Regions from separate parts of the Bos taurus genome. Here region 2 is linked to region 1. A link is a contact called in public Hi-C data. All regions are on one chromosome and are shown on one strand. The core of a region is the stretch at or near the end of the contact, and the rest is flanking DNA. Distances in the headings are between cores, read along the strand shown. Region 1 holds the start of PPP1R2 (protein phosphatase 1 regulatory inhibitor subunit 2). Region 2 holds the start of XXYLT1 (xyloside xylosyltransferase 1).

What was found. A called contact is a pair of places that touch in the nucleus more often than the background predicts.
Region 2: a contact with region 1 is called in a Hi-C map of liver, with 4 times the contacts expected there. The contact joins the promoter of XXYLT1 here to the promoter of PPP1R2 in region 1. A contact is called at or near these places in 4 of 11 Hi-C or Micro-C datasets (liver, skeletal muscle and an unstated tissue).

The regions. Positions count from the first base shown.
Region 1 is chr1:72,097,843-72,102,996 of ARS-UCD2.0, reverse strand. PPP1R2 (protein phosphatase 1 regulatory inhibitor subunit 2) reads right to left here and starts at 2,870. Exons shown (of 6, transcript NM_001035392.2): 1 at 2,457-2,870. The coding sequence starts at 2,578. It overlaps LOC132345649 (a long non-coding RNA gene), which reads left to right and starts at 2,918. Exons shown (of 2, transcript XR_009495069.1): 1 at 2,918-2,995; 2 at 4,685-4,882.
Region 2 is chr1:72,324,582-72,329,735 of ARS-UCD2.0, reverse strand. XXYLT1 (xyloside xylosyltransferase 1) reads right to left here and starts at 2,958. Exons shown (of 4, transcript NM_001075999.1): 1 at 2,398-2,958. The coding sequence starts at 2,901.

The DNA.
Region 1 (5,154 bases), core at 1,621-4,120:
AAATGCTGTGACCACCAGCTTACAGTAACCTATTTTTATATTTCTTCTAGGACTAACAGTTCAGCATGAACTAATCCAGCATTTGTGGTGACTTTACAGAACATAATTACTCAGAACACTGAGAACTGACTTAAATTCCTGGTCATTTTCACATTAATTAATATGAGATTATTTTGCCTTAAACTCTGGTTCCAACATTTAAAGATAGACCATTACACTGTATTTTTTTAGTTTCTGAAGTTTAAGTGCATTGTAATTGAAAGAGCTATTTATTTCAGTCCTTTATAAACAAAAGGAAAAATACTGGGTGTCATTAAAGTTAAACGTTACAAAAAGTTTGTTTCAAATATATTCAACTATACTTTCATTGTTTGCGTTCAAAGACGCTCTCATAAAGTCACTAATATTGGTTGTATGAACTGTGACATAAATAACAATGTACATTGTATTACCAAAAGAATTACTTTATTTCTTTTATAGTCATACAACACTTACCATGAAAAAACCCATGCCTTTTACTACTTAGAACCAAACATCATAAACCTCAATCAATTAGGGCTTGGCAACTCCCTTTGAATATAGGACTATAACCTTCTAATTTAGACAAGTCAAGGCCAACTGCCCTGAAAAAGGCCACTCTTAAATGAATCTGCCCTGGTGGCAGCTTCTAGAGAAGGAGCAGCCCTGTGTAAGTAAACCAGTCTAGTAAAGTGGCTTTCCAGGCAGGACTTGGAAGGTAATCCTAATCAATTTATATAAAGACGCCAATACCCAGAGTGGGGCCACCAGAAATTACAGCAGACAGGTTGAGAATAAACAGAAGTAGGGAAAGACAGAAGAAAATCTAAGCAGCTACTTGGTAGCCAAACAGAAAGAAGCTCACGCTGGAGAATAACTAAATAATTGAAATGCTACTGAGAACCACAGTGCTGCCGCCGAATACCCTGAAGTCATCTAAGAGCCTTCCATAGTTTGGTTTTTAGACTATCTTAGTCTTCCTTTTACAGCTATGTCTGGTAAGATTCCATTTTTTATAGTCCCATTACAACCCCCAATCTGAAGCAGCTTACCCCAAATAGAGGTTGGAAAATTGCATGTAAGAGTCAAACACCCAGGAGTAGGAGAGTTGCTAGGTCCTTTCCAATCCCCAAAGGCCACGATTCTAAGCTATGATCTTACTTCATGTTTTCCTCAAGACAACACCATCACCAAACTGTAGTTCCTTTTATAGCTCTAAAATGATCTTTTTAAACAGGTGTGCCCTAGTTCCAATATTCAAAGTTTTCGGGAACATCCTAATTTTAGCTTTATGACTTCACAGATTTCAACAACTTTTCTTAAGCCTTATTTCCAGTATGTAAGAGTCCTTGTATGCTAGCCCCTCTATGACTTCTAACCTAGTGTTTTATTTTACACTATATATTATCAGTTTTCCATCCTTTTTTTCCTACTGAGGACTGCACCTTGGGTATCTTTCTCTGAGCCATTAACATCTATTTCATTCTTTTAAAAGGCTGGTCTATTTTCCCATTATACTAATGTACTATAATTAATATTTCACTAGTCCTTCTTAATGGACCTTGGGTTGTTACCAATTATTTACTATCACATACAATACTATAGGTCAACATCTTTTCACATACGTATTTGCGAGTATGCAAAAGCAACTAAATTATCATGGCATCATTTTAACTTGGTACTTTCTGAACTGTTCTGAGCTTAAATATGTCTTTCAGGAGGAACAAAGACTAGAAAGCATTCAAATTCCTGTTGCAGATTCAAAAATAATTAGCAATAAGTAGCTTTCCATTAAACATAGATCAGACTGAGGAAATGTCTGTTTCTTTTAATGCAGAGATAATGACAAACCAGGACCCAAGGGAGTGAATGTGGCACGATGCTTTTCTTTCGATAATGTTCACCTAAAAAGGAATGACCGTGGAGGAAGGGCAATTAGAAAAATGGAGAAATCTCTTTTACGGAGGAGTCTCTTACTAGTCTACGACTGCATCTTAAAGGATTTCCAATCCAGGAAAATACACTTTAATTATTGAATTTTAGACACTCGGATACGAAGTGAAGTAATAACTGCTTAACAGGTGAAGCTTTACAACTTCAATTTGATTCTTTAATATTCCCAATCTCCAAAAGCTTAAAGATTCTGATGTATGTTTTAAAATTATTATATATGTATATATGTTAAACACACACATACAAACACACAGTAAACGTCATAGCTCTTGCCTTCTTTATAATCACTCCACCCCTAAGTCTGGCCGGCGGAGGGAGACCTGAGCCGCGCAGGGGCCGCAACTACGCAACCGCCCCGCCCGCCGGCCGCGCTCGGGCTCGGGATCTGGGGTTGGTCCGGCTGGGGGTCTGCAACGGCACGGGGGGAAAGGTGGGGCTTCCCAGGCTGACCCGGTGGACGAGCGGCTGCCCCTCTCGGCTCTCACCTCAGCTCTTCGTCGACACTCTTGCCGGGCTGTTCGGCCGAGGACACCACAGAGGAAGTCGTAGAGCTCTTGTTCTTCAGGATCCCCTTGATGGGCCGGTGCGAGGCCGTCGAGGCCGCCATTGCCTGCTGCTCCGGCGGTCGGCTCAGCGTCGCTGCTTGGCGCCGAGTTCAGGAAGGAAAGGGCTGGGCGCGAGCAGAAACTCGCCAGGCAGCCGCCGAGCCCGCCTGGGGCTGAAGCAGCCGCACCTGCTGTCGCGGAGACAGCCACCAGAGTTGTTGTCACGACACAACGACTCGGACGCTCTGGCGTCTAGCCGACGCCGCGTGGCTGGCGGCCCTCCGCGAGCCCTTGGCCACCGGCACTCTAACCGTGGCCCGCGGAGAGAAGCCGGCCTAGCGCCGGAACGACGCCGACGCTAATGCCAAGCGGGCCCGCCCTCTCGCGATATCTAGGGCGGGGCGGGGGCGGGGCGGGGGTGAGGGCGGGACAAGAACAATGCCAACCTCCTCGCCCCGCCCCCTCCCCGAGCCCTCTCGGTGAGTTAGCGCCAACCGCGGCTGGGGCTCTGAGAGCTGTTTCATAGACCCTTAGGAGAGGTTTACAGTTTGACTGTGTACCGAATGGTTAATCTCTGCAAGCACCGTCGCTCCCACCACTTCATGAGGTTCTTATTGTTCGTTGTGTATTTTATAGATCGGAAAATTGAGGCTCAAAGGTGACATCATTCCCCGAAGACATTAACTGACTTTCAGAGAAATGCAGTGTCTCTTCTTTCCTTCCATTTAACAACCATAAAAAGCTTAACTCTCCATTATAAAGTCATGAAATGTCAGCGTTGGAACGGTCCTTAGAGACCTATTGTGGGATCATAGAATATTGACTTCTATGAAATCATAGAACATCAACATTGAAATAGTCTAACATTTTTTACCATTGGAAAAGCTGAAGGCTAGAGAGAAGTGACCTAACCACCACTATCACAAGACCCATCTGTAGTGTGTGGTCGTAGAACTTCATTTAGACTATGCTTCTGGTCTGATATTTCTCCATTTTACCACATTCTGCCTCTGTGTTGGTAATCCCATGGAAGGGGTCGCTGGCAGAAGTTCCTAGAATGGTGGTTTAGAATCTGTCTCCCCCCATCAAATCTTGGGAACTCAGTGTAAGGAGCCATCCAACACTGTGAAATAGGCCAAAAAATTCTGGGACTGTCTAGGTCTTTGTAAGATGAGTCTCAAAAGAGAAATACAAAAAAAAAAAAAAAAAACTCTCCCACACACAGTCTCCTCACCTTATCTCTGCCTGGGTGTGAAAGATACCAGGGATGACTTGGATGAGAGAGGAAAAGAGAACTCAACGCTGTAATGGGCCAGGATATGTGTATATCCTGGTTGTAGGTGCTGTGGCTGCTGTGAGAATTGGGTTCTAGGGAAAGGCAGGAGTTTAAAGCCCTGGGAACACTCTTAGGACTCGGATGTATCTAAAGTCAAGCTCAGGCCAGCGGAGGGGGTGGTATCCACTCCAGCTACACAGGCTCTCTCCGTGCAGTGCCAAGCACTAGAGTTGTACAGGTGGGAAAGGCAGAGGGCTCAGATTAAGCAAGTTGCCTCCTGTTATGGATTAAGTTATGTCACCCCAAAAAATGTTAGGGCTTCCCTGATGGCTCAGACAGTAAAGAATCTGCCTGCAATGCGGGAGACCCACGTTTGATCCCAGGGTCAGGACGATTCCCTGAAGAAGGGAAAGGCTATCCACTCCAGTCTTCTTCCCTGAGAATTCCATGGACAAAGACGTCTGCTAGGCTCTAGTCCATGGGCTTCCCTCATAGCTCAATTGGTAAATCATCTGCCTGCAATGCAGGAGACCTGGGTTTGATTCCTGGGTTGGGAAGATCCCCTGGAAAAGGAAATGGCAACCCACTCCAGTATTCTTGCCTGAAGAATCCCATGGACAGAGGAGCCTGACAGGCTACAGTCCACGGGATTGCAAGAGTTGGACACTACTTAGCAACTAAACCGCCACCAGTCCATGGGATCATAAAGAGTTGGACACGACTGAGTGACTAACACTTCACTTCGAAAATAAGTTATATTGAAGTCCTAACCTCCAATACTTCAGAATCTAAACTTATTTGGAAATACAGTCACTGCAGATGTAACTAGTTAACATGAGGTTGTACTGAAGTAGGGTGGGCCCCTAATCCAGTATGTCTGGTGTCCTTATAGGCAGAAAGCCATGTGAAGACAGAGGACTGGAGCGATGCATCTATAAGCCTAGGGCCACCTGGGGCTTCCCAAAGCTGGCAGAAGCATGGAGAAAATTCTCTTTTAGAGTTCACAGAAGGAACCAGCCTGCTGACACCTTGATTTAGGGCTTTTAGTCTCCAGACTGTGATATATTAAATTTCTGTTGTTTAAAACCAACCCAGTATGTGGTACTTTGTTATGGCAGCTGTATATACTCCTCCCCTTCTGCTCCTATATTTCATCACCAGCTCCCTCATCACCAGGCTTTTTCCCATCACCCTTTGCCTTTTTTAAAAAAAACTTTAAACTTTTATTTTGTATTGGGGTATAGTCAATTAACAATATTGTGGTAGTTTCAGGTGAACAGCGAGGGGAGTCAACCATACATATACATGTATCCATTCTCCCCCAAAACCCCTCCCATCCAGGCTGGCACATAACACTGAGCA
Region 2 (5,154 bases), core at 1,709-4,208, 230 kb before region 1:
ATGCACACAGAAAGTGTATCCTGGTGGTGGAACAAAAGAAGCAGAGGCATGTAGGCTGGAAAAAGTTGGATATATGACAGGACACTGTGGCTGGAGCTCAGGAAGGGGACAGCAGAGTCCTAGTAACGGGGCAGAGAGGCCCAGGGTGTGACCTCTGACTCAGAAAGTGAAACAATGACAGTGCTGGTCTACAAGGTGGTGTCTGGAGCACCAGTCGAGTCCGATGCCCCTGAGAGGCAAAGGGAGGCGGGGTCACCAGCAGTTACCCAGCTCTATCCAGACTGGCCCTATGATCAAAGGCTCTTGCTTTTCTCCCTTGAACTAGCAAAGGATTTCTCAAAACAATGGAGTCCTAAGGAACACCCGGAACAGGCTGCCAGGCCCTACCTCCCAACACTGCAATTACGGAAATCGGCATGAGCCCCAGGCTGAAAGAACCCCAGCTCAGACAGTGGACCCTGGACCTGGATTCTTGGCCTCCTGTACCATGGAATCCAGACCAGGTGCCTCACTATGACTGGTGGGTGTTCCTGAAGGGTTCATTTTTTCTGGGCAGGGCATAGACTGGATGCTATGGCAGAAAGCTGGAACAGAATGCTGTGGAGGGCTGGGCACAGACTGTCCCCGGTTCTGGGGGAATTCCTGGGGGAAGGTGAAAACTACGTAAACCGTGGTCAAGGGCCCAGGAAGAAAGGAAGGACGCTCTGGGCAGAGAGTACAGCTTGTGTAAAGGCACATTCAGTACTGTTAGTAGGGGAAGGACAAGGAGGTTGGCTGAGGAGCCCGGCCCCACAACAGACAGCCCTGCCAAGAAATGAGGACTTGATTCTGTAGACAACAACAACAAAAAAGGGAGTTCCCTGGAGGTCCACTGGTTAACTTCCACTCCAAGGTACACAGGTCGAGGAACTCAGATCCCACAGGCTGTGTGGTGCGGCTAAAAACAAACACCAACAGGCCCCTGAACCCTGCAGGAGGCCAGCACTGGCTCCCCTTAGTCACTCACCCAGCACAAACGCATGGTACACTAATCTTACCGCCCCTCCCCCTACCACCAGTCTCCATCCTTTAAGATCAGCTACTAAGAACCCGCCTGCCAACGCAGGAGACAGGAGACACGGGTTCAATCCCTGGGTCCGGAAGATCACTTGGAGGAGGACATGGCAACCCACTCTAGTATTCTTGCCTGGGGAATCCCGCTGGACAGAGGAGCCTGGTGGGCTACAGTCCATTGGGTCGCATAGAGCCGGACATGACTGGAGTGATTTAGTGCACATTATTTCTATCCCAAAATCACACCTTAGATCCCCTCTGGGCAACTATTAGGTCAAAAGGAGACATGTAATTTAACTGAGGCCATTAACACTAAGCTTGGACTGCAAGGAGATCCAACCAGTAAATCCTAAAGGAAATCAGTCCTGAATATTCATTGGAAGGACTGATGCTGAAGCTGAAATACTCCAATACTTTGGCCACCTGATGCAAAGAACCGACACACTGGAAAAGACCCTGATGCTGGGAAAGACTGAAGGTGGGAGAAGGGGATGACAGGGGATGAGATGGTTGGATGGCATCACCGACCAGATGGACATGAGTTTGAGTAAGCTCCAGGAGTTGGTGATGGACAGGGAGGCCCGGTGTGCTGCAGTCCACGGGGTCGCAAAGAGTCGGATATGACTGAGCGACTGAGCTGGCTGACTGAAGAATACAATCTCTCACAAGAAGAGCCAGGTGGTCCAGCCCGGAACAAGACGACTAGCTCTGCTCTGCCCTCTCCAGATCTTATATCTTTACCTCTTGGAGCACTTTCTTGCTGGGAGGAACCCGCTGCTTTTCTAAATGGGTTCATGACCCTGAAGAGAAGGGAAGAAGGAGGCACACTGAGGAGATGAAATGGTTCACATGGGGCTGGGTTTGGGCTGGACCAGTTTCAACTGAAATCCTTAGAGCTATGAGAAATGTCCCTGTAATTTGAACAACTCAAGCGGCCTAAGACCTTGTCCAGCAGACGCTGCACCTTCAAGTGACCTGCTCCATCCTCAAAAGTCAAACACTGAAAAGAATAAACAGAGGGGCAGACTTAAAGGCACTGACTGCTGAAATCAACCACATCAGGAAAGAGCGGGCTTGCTGATTCTCCAGGGGGCCGCAGTTAAAGGGAAGCTCGGATCAAGGAAGTCAGCTAATAGAGGCTCCGAGACACGCCCCCCCGGACCATGCCTGCAGCGTGCTATGAACGCACAATTCAGGCAGGGTACGGGTTAAGGGGTTAGGCTTCTGCTGGCACTGGCAATGGGCATCGCAACTAAGACACCTCCCTCCTGACCCCTGGATCCAGGCCGGGCCCCACACTGACCGAGTCACCTATCCGGAGCCTCTAGCTGGGGCCCCGCTCACCTTGCATTTGAAGCCGGCGGCGGGCGGCAGCAGCTCCCGCAGCAGGGCCTTGGCCACCTCGCGGCTGGCCTCCTCGCTTACGAAATGCAGGTTAAGCACCTCGTGCGCCTCGAACTTAGCGAGGCGCAGCAGGGAGCGGAGGGCAACGCGGGCCTTGGCCTGCAACGCGGCATTGTGTTCGGCCTTGGTGAACATCATCAGCAGGTGGTAGTCCACCGGCCCGGCCCCGCCGCCCTCCAGGCTCTTGGCCTTAGCGCCCGGGGCCGGCGCCAAGGATCCCCGCGCCAGCTCCAGCACCGGCGGTGAGGGCGCAGCAGGGGCCCCGGCGCGGGCCTCCTTCAGCCTCTTGGTGGCGCTGGAGAAGGTCTCCCGGCCCGAGCCCAGGTAGTAGAAGGCACAGACGGCCAGCGCCGCGGCCAGCAGCAGCGCGCAGTAGTGGGAGCGCACAGCGCCCAGACGCGCCATGGCCCGAGCGCACGGGGGCCCGCCTCGGAGGAGACCCATGCGCCGCCCGCCCGCGGACAGATCAGCCGGAGAGTTGCGGCAGAGACCAGTATCCCGGCAGCAAGTTAGCAGCCCCGGCAGCAGGCGGCAGCCATGGCGGGGGCGGAGCCGAGCTGCCAATCTGCGGGCGCTGATACGCGGAGAGGCGGGGCCAGGCTGCCTGGCAGCCACTGGGTCCTAAGCTCAGAAGGATTACAGTGGGGTCGGGCAGTGAGCCCGCAGGAGTCCCTCCAGCGTGTCTGAAGGAGGCGGTGAGGACTTGCACACACGAGCCAGCAGGCTGTACGGCCTGTGGAAAATGGCCCTCGTTAAGTGCACAGCCTCAGGCTCTAGAAACCGAAGCTAAGCCTTCGGAAGCAAAAAGACTAAACTGGACGCACAAAAAATTTTCTGTTTATATCTTTTCCCTCCTAATTTCTTAAAGGCTTTACGTCCTCTCCCTGACTCCTTTCACACCTTGGAGACTATCTAGGGCTGAAGAATTTAAACTAGCAACTCCTTTCCCATTCTCGGTGAAGTAGGATTGACACCCGAGGTATGAATCCCTTGCTCACCTCACTTGGCATCTCTGAGGCCGACCAGAGGCAACCTAAAGGATGTGGCCACCAGGGGGCCACCTGCCACAAACTTTGGGTGGTTCAGAGCTCCCCAGGAAGCTTGTGGGTTTTGTTTTTTTAACAGACTTAAACACTTCAAAAGAGACTTACTGTATACCCGGTAGTTTTGCAAATTCTTAACTGAGGCGTAACTGAGGTCACTTGCTCAGGTCACACAGTGTCAGGTTTGACAGAGACACACTCTTCCACAGCAGATGAGGGTGCCTATACTGACACAACTTTCCTGAAGGGCACTCTAGCAATACTAAAACCTAAGAGAACTTTCAGTTCTCTCTCCTATCCACAGAACAGTGGTTCTCAAATTTTTATTGGTACTAGCAGCACTGGCACCACCCTTATGGCAGAAAGTGAAGAACTAAAAAGCCTCTTGATGAAAGTGAAAGTGGAGAGTGAAAAAGTTGGCTTAAAGCTCAACATTCAGAAAACAAAGATCATGGCATCTGGTCCCATCACTTCATGGGAAACAGATGAGTAAACAGTGTCAGACTTTATTTTTGGGGGCTCCAAAATCACTGCAGATGGTGACTGCAGCCATGAAATTAAAAGACACTTACTCCTTGGAAGAAAAGTTATTACCAACCTAGACAGCATATTCAAAAGCAGAGACATTACTTTGTCAACAAAGGTCTGACTAGTCAATGCTATGGTTTTTCCAGTGGTCATGTATGGATGTGAGAGTTGGACTGTGAAGAAAGCTGAGCGCCGAAGAATTGATGCTTTTGAACTGTGGTGTTGGAGAAGACTCTTGAGAGTCCCTTGGACTGCAAGGAGATCCAACCAGTCCATTCTGAAGGAGATCAGCCCTGGGATTTCTTTGGAAGGAAAGATGCTAAAGCTGAAACTCCAGTACTTTGGCCACCTCCTGCAAAGTTGACTCATTGGAAAAAGACTCTGATGCTGGGAGGGATTGGGGGCAGGAGGAGAAGGGGACGACAGAGGATGAGATGGCTGGATGGCATCAACGACTGAGTCTGAGTGAACTCCGGGAGTTGGTGATGGACAGGGAGGCCTGGCATTCTACGATTCATGGGGCCGCAAAGAGTCAGACATGACTGAGCAACTGAACTGAACTGAACTGAAATGAGCAGCACTGGGGAGCTTGATAAAACACAAGGGCTCAGGCCCTATTACCTTCAATGAGCCCGGGCCTTGATGGTGATTCTTCTGCAAGCCAAAGTTTGAAAAGCAGTGCCCTGGATCTTCAGACCGTCAACCTCTCCTGCTTCAGACCTTGGCTTGGGTGTCCCTGCCTCAAAGAGTGGTCTCTAAACACCAGCCCTTGCAAGTGTCCAGATGAAGCACCATCCTCAAGGATACCATAAGGGCCACCTAAGAACTACCCAGTCCCATCTTTCTGGGATGGCAAGACTTAAAGAGAGCAAGCAAGGTGTCTTTCTTTAACCATAATATCTCCAGTAACTGATGGTGCTTGACTCACTGAATGAGCATCAGAAATACACCCACCCATTGTAAACCATCATTTTCCTAACAGAATAAGGAAAAATGTACTCAAATATTTAGCCACAAGGGTAATGCAGAGCTAGGTTTATGATGACAAGATATTAAAATCAAATGTTCATCAGTAAAGTGAAACTAAAATAAAGATGCTGTTGGGAATTCTCTGGTGATCCAGTGA